Regions from separate parts of the Zea mays genome. Here all the other regions are linked to region 1. A link is a contact called in public Hi-C data. All regions are on one chromosome and are shown on one strand. The core of a region is the stretch at or near the end of the contact, and the rest is flanking DNA. Distances in the headings are between cores, read along the strand shown.

Region 1 (2,628 bases), core at 40-2,539:
AGACTATATCCACATTAAACTAAACATGGTACCCACAAACAAAAAACAGAATCTCTGGTAGCACTAGCGCTGTCATTGAGGCAGGGCAGGATCTGTGAAGATGACACTGGGTTACCGTCTCATCGAGGCGTGACAGGCGTAGCAGGACTGCTGCTGTGTCTACCCCTGCCTAGCAAGCCTACAAAATATACCTAATAAACTTTCAGTTTTCTCCTCTGTAATTAATTACTAGGAGGGTTTTTTTTTTCCTTTGGAGAGACCGGCGTCTGCATGACGCAAATAAAGCTGCAGATACGTGTTTGCTTTTGAGACGCCTCCTTTTTCTCTCTCCATCTCTCAAACACTCCGGATGCCATCAAACATGCTTGCCAGAAAAAAAAAGAGATGGTACAGAGACGGATTATCGAGTGCCACTGAAGATAACAGTGGTCTACGAGTTCGTTTATGATCAACGGCACCTTCAATTCAAATTTATACTATGTACTCCCAGGGTCGCACGGTCCCAAATTTAAACCAAATTTTGAAGTCATCTTAAACCAATCTAATTTCAAGAAAAAACATCATGTTTTTATAAAAACAGAGGCGAAAGATATTTGCAGGGTTCAGAGAGAGAGAGAGAGGGGAGATTGTGCGTGCGCGTAGGTCACTAGTACAAGTACGGCCGGAGGTAGGATTAGCAAAAAGATGTGTGCGGTCTCAACAGTGAAAAGGCGAGGGTTTCTCGAGATCGGGGATCTGAGATAGGACGGCGACGGGGCGCAAGCAGGTCAAAAAGGCCCAAAGTAAAAAAAATAAAAAACAATTGCTCGGGCGATGTCTTTTGGGGGGGGGGTTAAATTTTGCTGTCACCGGGGCTGGGGCAGTAAAAGGGTGCAGTGCAGAGAGGAGGAGGCACATGCTGCCATGGCTGATGGCTCCACTGCCCACTCTTCTGCGTGGGAGTGGGACCACGCCCTCCCTCCAGGATCCTCTGCGCGCGCGCACGCAGACCGGTTGCGTTTGAGAATAAACATGGTTTTGGATTCAGTAGCACGACGAGAGAGTCGTCTACTGTGGTAACCAGCGCAAACAATCCCGTGGACGGGTTGGCCCCCAGAGCCCAGACTGATGAGCAAGAGCCACTCCTGCTACCACCACTCCCATCGCTGTTCATTCCCTCTCCCCTATAGGCTGTAGACCTTGGAATTGGAAACTAAATTGTGTGCAGGAAAAAAACGAAAACCATCTAAAAAATTGATTTATTTTAAGAAAGGGGAGGGAGAGAGAGAGAGAGAGAGCAGTATTTTAAAGTAGCAAAGAGAAGAAGCCTGGGGGAGAGAGAGACGAGAGCAGGAGACAGAGGGGCTCCCCCCCCACCCCCGAGCCCAAACGCAGCTAGCTCCCCATTCCACCCAAGCTCCCGCAGCCAGATGCTCTCCCCCGCTCGAGCCCCACCGCCGCCGCCCGTCCCCGCCGCCGGGTAGACCGCCCGATCCGACGGCGCCCGCCGCACCCATGGGCCGCGGCGGCGCGCGCGCGGCCCCCGCCGCCGCGGTGCCGCCCTGGCACGCGCTCCCGGACGAGGTCTGGGAGCACGCCTTCTCCTTCCTCCCCGCGGACTCGGACCGGGGCGCCGCCGCGTGCGCCTGCCACGCCTGGCTCCGCTTCGAGCGCCGCTCGCGCCGCCGCCTTGCCGTCGCCAACTGCTACGCCGCGTCCCCGCGCGACGCCGTCGAGCGCTTCCCCGCCGTCCGCGCCGTCGAGGTCAAGGGCAAGCCCCACTTCGCCGACTTCGGCCTCGTTCCGCCCGCCTGGGGCGCCGACGCCGCGCCCTGGGTCGCCGCCGCCGCCGCCGGCTGGCCGCTGCTCGAGGAGATTAGCTTTAAGCGCATGGTCGTCACCGACGACTGCCTCGAGATGATCGCGGCCTCCTTCAGGAACTTCCAGGTGCTGCGCCTCGTCTCCTGCGAGGGCTTCAGTACAGCCGGCCTCGCTGCCATTGCCGCTGCTTGCAGGTGAGGCCGCGCATCCAGGCCCAGATTCGACTTATAGACTACAAAGCTGCTCTGCGTGGTTCTTGCTTTCATTTCCGCAAAGATTTGATTTGACCTTTCGGGGAGTTTCTTACAGGAGTATTTGACAAAATAAAAAAACACCTCTGGTTCCTTCTCTCCTCACCTTTTCCATTTACCCCCACAAATTTTGGTGTCATTTTGGGTAGTTGTGACCTGAAGTATATCTTTTTAGGAGAAACTGATTTGAACTTCTTTGGGGGAGATTTTGAGCTCAGCATTTGGTCTTTTTTGTGTGCTTGTTGAGTAGTATTTGTAAACAGTAGTCGCCTCCAGTTTAGATTTGGTGTGATCTGCTGTGTTTGTCCTGAGGTGAATACTAGCGTGCTGTTTTAGATTCTTACTCAAAAGATTGATTTGTACTCTATCTGAAAGGATTCGCAGGGGATTTCAATACAATTTTGGTGCTCATGTCGCCATCAAAAGTTTGACCTTAGATTGGATTCCTCAGTAAGCTTTTATTTTGTTCCTGGCAAGTTTTGACTCCGGATTCTACTGTTGTGCACGGATCTGTGGGTTTGGCAGAATAAACATTTCTGTTTTCTCGGGCAATGATGGATGCATCCCTTTACCTTTC
Region 2 (2,628 bases), core at 83-2,582, 230 kb before region 1:
CCAGGCCCGCGATGCTATCTCCTGGCGCCCACATGTTAGTAGCCTGGCTCCATCCCCTCCGACGCGGCGCTTCCTCCCCGTCTTTTTTGTATTTTAGTCCTTTGGGATTTTATTTTAACAAATACACCCTTTTCAGTTTTATTTCAAAAATGGACCCTCACCTCGGCGCCATCACTATTGGCGGCGAGCTACATGTTGGCACCAATTAGTTTGACGTGTATATTTAAGAGCTGACGCCTATGTGGATCTGATGTGGCAGCACCTCGACGCCGTGGATCTCGGCGTCGACCTCCATGTATATAAATATACCACTCCGGCCATCGGTTTTTGATTTTTGGATGATAGCAGTCATTTTATCAATGATTCTTCTTCATACTTAGTTTATTTGGTCAGCCACGTAGACATCTCCTACAAAGTGGTTGAAGGGGGTGTTTGGTTTGCCCCTGCTAAAATTTAGCCCCTATCACATCGAATGTTTGAACCTCCGTTCGGAGTATTAAATGTAGTCGGATTATAAAACTAATTTCTCAGCCGAAGATTAAAAAGTGAGACGAATCTAGTACAGTTGGTTGGGTCTATATTTCATACTCCTATTTGAAAGTCAAACGCTTGATGTGACCCAGGCTAAACTTTAGTCCACAGAACCAAACACCCCCGAAGTGTTTTTGTGAGCACCAAACGTCTTGTCGCGTGGGATGCACGTCATATTTCTCAGGTGTCATATTATGCTATGATCAGCAGTTAATGTCAGGCACCAAACCACTATCCCATCTTCAGTCATATCAAGCTACAGTATGCATCTTGGTGTTCTTGCAACAGCATGACATGCAAGGAATTATGAGCTTGGTTAAACTATTTCTGTTTCTGTATTCACTTTTAGTTGCAGGGCTATTGCAATCCGTTATTTAATTGGTGCATGATTCCCTTGTTTATTATAAAAGGATGTTTTTGGATTATGGATAACGAATTGCACGTTTGAGCCGAGTTATTTACACTCATCCTTGCAGGACTAGTCCAGCTGAATTTGTGGTCTCGCGAGTAGGTACTATGAATTTATGGTCGACGCCGAGATCCATGGCGTCTAGGTCGGCGCCGATATCCACGGCACCGAGGTGCTGCCACATCAGATCCACATAGGCGTGAGCTCTTAAATGTACACGCCAAATTAATTGGCGTCGACACGTTGTAGTTCGACGCCAATAGTGATGACGTCGAGATAAGGGTCCAATTTTTTGAAATGGAACTGAAAAATGCGTATTTGTAAAAATAAAACCTAAAAAGGGTAAAATGTAAAAAAGACGGGCTTCCTCCCGCGATTCGAATCGGAAGCCCTCGCATTCCGAAACCCACCCTCCGCCTCAAGAAGCCACCGCTCCGACGAGCCGTGGGTGGCAGAGGACGCGCAGAGCAAGGTCGGGGCGGGGGTCTCTGCACCGGCAATTTCTCGCGCTGCCGCCGCTGAATGCTATCGGAGTTTCGGGGGATATTTAATGCGGTCTCGTTGATTTTCTCGTAGCCTCACCGCTGCAGGCGGGCGCGCGGACAGCGTCCCGCCCTCCCCATGGAGCCCGACGCCGCCGGGTGCGACGTGTCCGCGGACGGCCTCATCGCCGAGCTGCTTGACATGGGCTTCGAGTTCGACGCCATCAGCGCGGCGGTCGGCGCGGTCGGCCCGCGCCGCGCAGAGGTGCTTGAGGTCCTGCTGGGCGGGTCGGACGCCCGAGCGGGGCAGGCGAGGCGGGGAGGGGGAGTGCCAGGCCGTCCCGCCTTGTCTACGGCGCAGCCACGGCCGGCTGGCAGGGGCATGAAATTGAGTAACCCTAGGGGGAGGCTTAGGCAGTCCAGCATCACGGACCACGTTGCCTCAGCTACTGGTGGCGGAAAGGAATCTGGTCGGGAAGCGAACATTTCGTTTCCTTGTTCATCGGCTCCTGGTGGTCCCAGGGTAATGCCAGTGGCTGTTGATTTTTGTTCCGAACCGGGTCCCCAATCTCAGTCTTTGGTTGAGAACTCGACAGTGGAGTCCGACCAAATGGACAGAATTAGTGCTGTTCTGCAAAAGCATTTTGGGTTTTCCTGCCTCAAAGCATTCCAAAAGGAAGTCTTGGATGCTTGGTCTGCTCACAGGGATTGTATTGTCCTAGCAGCCACAGGATCAGGTGTGTTTTCTGTAATGCTCTTCTCTATCTTCTCTAATTTATTGTTTTCCCCCACATGGATGGTAGTTTCGTCCTCCTTTTCTTACATGGATAACTCTGCTGGCAGGAAAGTCCCTCTGTTTTCAGATCCCAGCTCTATTAACAACAAAGGTTGTGGTGGTCATATCACCCTTGATAAGTCTAATGCATGATCAGTGCCTGAAGCTTGCAAATCACGGGGTATCCGCATGCTTCCTTGGGTCAGGGCAACCTGATAGCCGTGTTGAAGGTAAAGCGATGGCTGGCATGTATAAGATTGTTTATGTTTGCCCTGAGACAATATTAAGGTAATCATTCTCGCCTGTGGTATTCTAAAGTTTATTAACGTGTTGCTGGGCCTATCTTGGTGGTGATGTCTCTTCTTGCAGATTAATGGAACCGTTGAAGAAACTTGCAGAAAAGCCAGGGATTGCACTTTTTGCCATTGATG
Region 3 (2,628 bases), core at 56-2,555, 150 kb before region 1:
GAATCGAACAAAAAGAGAATGAACATATCTCCTTTACAAATATAGAGTCGAAGTCAACTATATCCTAGTGAATTCGGAGTTTGGATGTCACTGAGACAACTACATGATTGATTATGCTGAGATCGGTTATGTCCCAAAAATTATTTAAATTCAATTTGTGCTATATTGAATAAATAAAGTAAATAGAGGAATTGTTCCTAATGAAGCACAACCTTAGTTAGCTAGTCTATAGCAGCTTACTCATCTCATCTCATATCCCATCTCATATTTCACTTTACTCTACGAACACTACATTCTATAATACAAAACGGTGTTTTACATTCAACTTGATTTTGGCCTAGATGGTTGTTCATGTCGCGTGAGAAATAGCGCTGGACTGAACCATCCGTCCATCCTCTCTTCTCTGAGAACGTTGTTAGGGGTGTTTGGTTTGACCTAACTAAAGTTTAGTTTGTATCACATCGAATATTTAAATGATAATTACATATATTTATTACAGTCTAATTATAAAACTAATTACATAGATAAAGACTAAAAATAAGATGAATTTATTAAACCTAAGTAAGCCTATGTTTAATATTTATAATTAATATTTGATGTAACATGTACTAACCTTTAGTCCGGAGAAGAAAACATCTCAGGTCTAGTTTGAAAACTCAAGTTCCCTCTGGTATTGGAGAAGAATGAGGGGAAAATAAATTAATTTCCCCTTAATCCCCTCGAATACCAGAGAGATTTGAATTCTAAAACTAGTGCTTAGAGCTTGTTAAATAACAAAAAGATTACCACTTAGAGCTTGTTAAATAAACTAATTATACCTTAGAGCTAGTTAAACAAGATGAACTAGTGCTTAGAGCTCGTTAAGTAAACTAATTAGCCCTTTCAATCACCTCTCATATTTTTGCGTTACCGGTCGCCGACGGGACCGGAGCCCATTCCATGGCATCTGCGTGCGCACAGTTTTACCCGTTTACTCTAAGCCGCCACGCGTCTATGTATCATATCGTCCCACTCCCACGTAAGGATCGAGCAGATAAATATTCCAAATGCAGGGGGGGGGGGGGGGGGGGGGGAAGATAATAATTAGAATTATTATCTATCATTAAAAAAAGAAGAAAAGGATGGGGCGAGCGCTCCGAGCCGATGATGTTTTCCCGAGCGCAGGCCTGAAAAAGGCGGGGCAGGGTGGGGCCCACCGTGTCAGGCGAAAGCGAGCGACGGAAAAAAAGCATGGATCATCGGCGCCCGGGGCTGTGACGTCACCCGGTTGTGTTGTGTCGTGGGAGAGCGTTTGAGTAATCTCGCCGCCCCAGCCCAAATGATTTGGACAATCGGATCTGTACGCCGGGGCCCACGCCATCAGTCCTCTCCTCACGTCTCGGCGTCTCGCTCCTGTCATGCATGCGCCCACCTTTTCTTTTTTTTTCCCTGAATTTATGTAGTATAAAATACAGAAACACTCCCCATTCAAACAAACAAAAAAGCGACACGGTTTACATATTCAGATATATTTAAAGGTTGACGACGATATTTTGCGCAGAGAAGATTTGACCAAGTTTTAAATACTTTTGACCTTGATTGAATCTATAACTTAATAATAATAATAATAATAATAATAATAATAATAATAATAATAATAATAATAATAATAATAATAATAATAATAATAATAATAATAATAATAATAATAATAATAATAATAATAATATGGGCATCACGCGCGCGCCACGCCGCCCGTGCTGCCTGCCTCGTTGTAGTTGTTTGTAGTAGCCTTTCGCCGGTCAAAGGGAGATTCAAAAAAAGAGGAGATTGCAGTGCAGCAGGCTAGGAGAGTTGCTGGCATCGTCGTCATCTTCTCAGGGATGAGCAGCTGAGGCCCATCATCTCTCCCGTCATCTTCTCAGCGATGATGCTGCTGCTGTTGATGTCTGCTTTATGCACTAGTAGAAACTTACGGTGCTATATATTTTTATAGGTAGATTAGGTTATTAATCGATTGTGCTATTTTTAGTAGCAGTTTCTTAAAAAAGTCGTCACTAGAAATTGTATTTCTGTTGGATCTTTTATGGATTTGGCCCATTTAATCAATAAACTCTATAGTGTGTAATGATGGAGAATACCAATAGTACCATATTGGAAGTCCAAGGGTCGTTGGTTTGACTTATATGGTGGGAATTATTCCACTTAATTTGAGAAGTCAAGAAACGAACAAGGGCATGCCACGCGCGCGCGTCGCCGCCGCCGGGCTCGGGCGAGGCAGGCGTGGTCGCATGCGAGACCCTTATCCTTCAGCTGCCCAGCTTCCCTCCGCGAGAACCCTTATCCAAACTGTCATGTTATATATATCATGACATGTCTTATGTCTGTCTGTTTATTTTCAGTTGTTCCATCATAATACATGTACCATGTTCATATGCTTATTATATTTATATGATTCATATGCTTTATGTTCTCATGTTCCATATTGTTATGGATATATTTGATATCACGATTTCTATGATTAATTATCTTTTATATGTCATCATCATAATGTTAATTTATGAAATTAAAATGATATGGAAAACACCTATATTTCTAACAATTTCTACATGCGGTTACTTAAAAAAAACTCCCACTAGAAATCATTTT

The links. Hi-C and Micro-C count contacts between places; a contact is called where the count stands out from the background.
Region 2: a contact with region 1 is called in a Hi-C map of ear, with 1.7 times the contacts expected there. The contact joins the promoter of LOC100382628 here to the promoter of LOC103635896 in region 1. A contact is called at or near these places in 15 of 25 Hi-C or Micro-C datasets (bundle sheath, ear, endosperm and 5 more) and 1 of 3 datasets of contacts at active chromatin or transcription factors (leaf).
Region 3: a contact with region 1 is called in a Hi-C map of leaf, with 2.5 times the contacts expected there. The contact joins the enhancer-like site here to the promoter of LOC103635896 in region 1. A contact is called at or near these places in 6 of 25 Hi-C or Micro-C datasets (bundle sheath, leaf and tassel).

What each region holds. Positions count from the first base shown.
Region 1 is chr8:130,670,404-130,673,031 of Zm-B73-REFERENCE-NAM-5.0, reverse strand. LOC103635896 (transport inhibitor response 1-like protein Os05g0150500) reads left to right here and starts at 1,289. Exons shown (of 3, transcript XM_008658274.4): 1 at 1,289-1,994. The coding sequence starts at 1,495.
Region 2 is chr8:130,897,894-130,900,521 of Zm-B73-REFERENCE-NAM-5.0, reverse strand. LOC100382628 reads left to right here and starts at 1,332. Exons shown (of 16, transcript NM_001358392.1): 1 at 1,332-1,412; 2 at 1,517-2,159; 3 at 2,266-2,485; 4 at 2,567-2,628. The coding sequence starts at 1,562.
Region 3 is chr8:130,816,863-130,819,490 of Zm-B73-REFERENCE-NAM-5.0, reverse strand. No RefSeq gene overlaps it. Among protein-coding and RNA genes, the nearest start is that of LOC100382628, 81 kb to the left of the region's middle. Within about 2 kb of position 1,305, at least 17 of the 20 cell types and tissues checked have an H3K27ac peak or open chromatin away from gene starts, as enhancers often do. A contact at or near this core is called in bundle sheath, leaf and tassel, where this site is marked.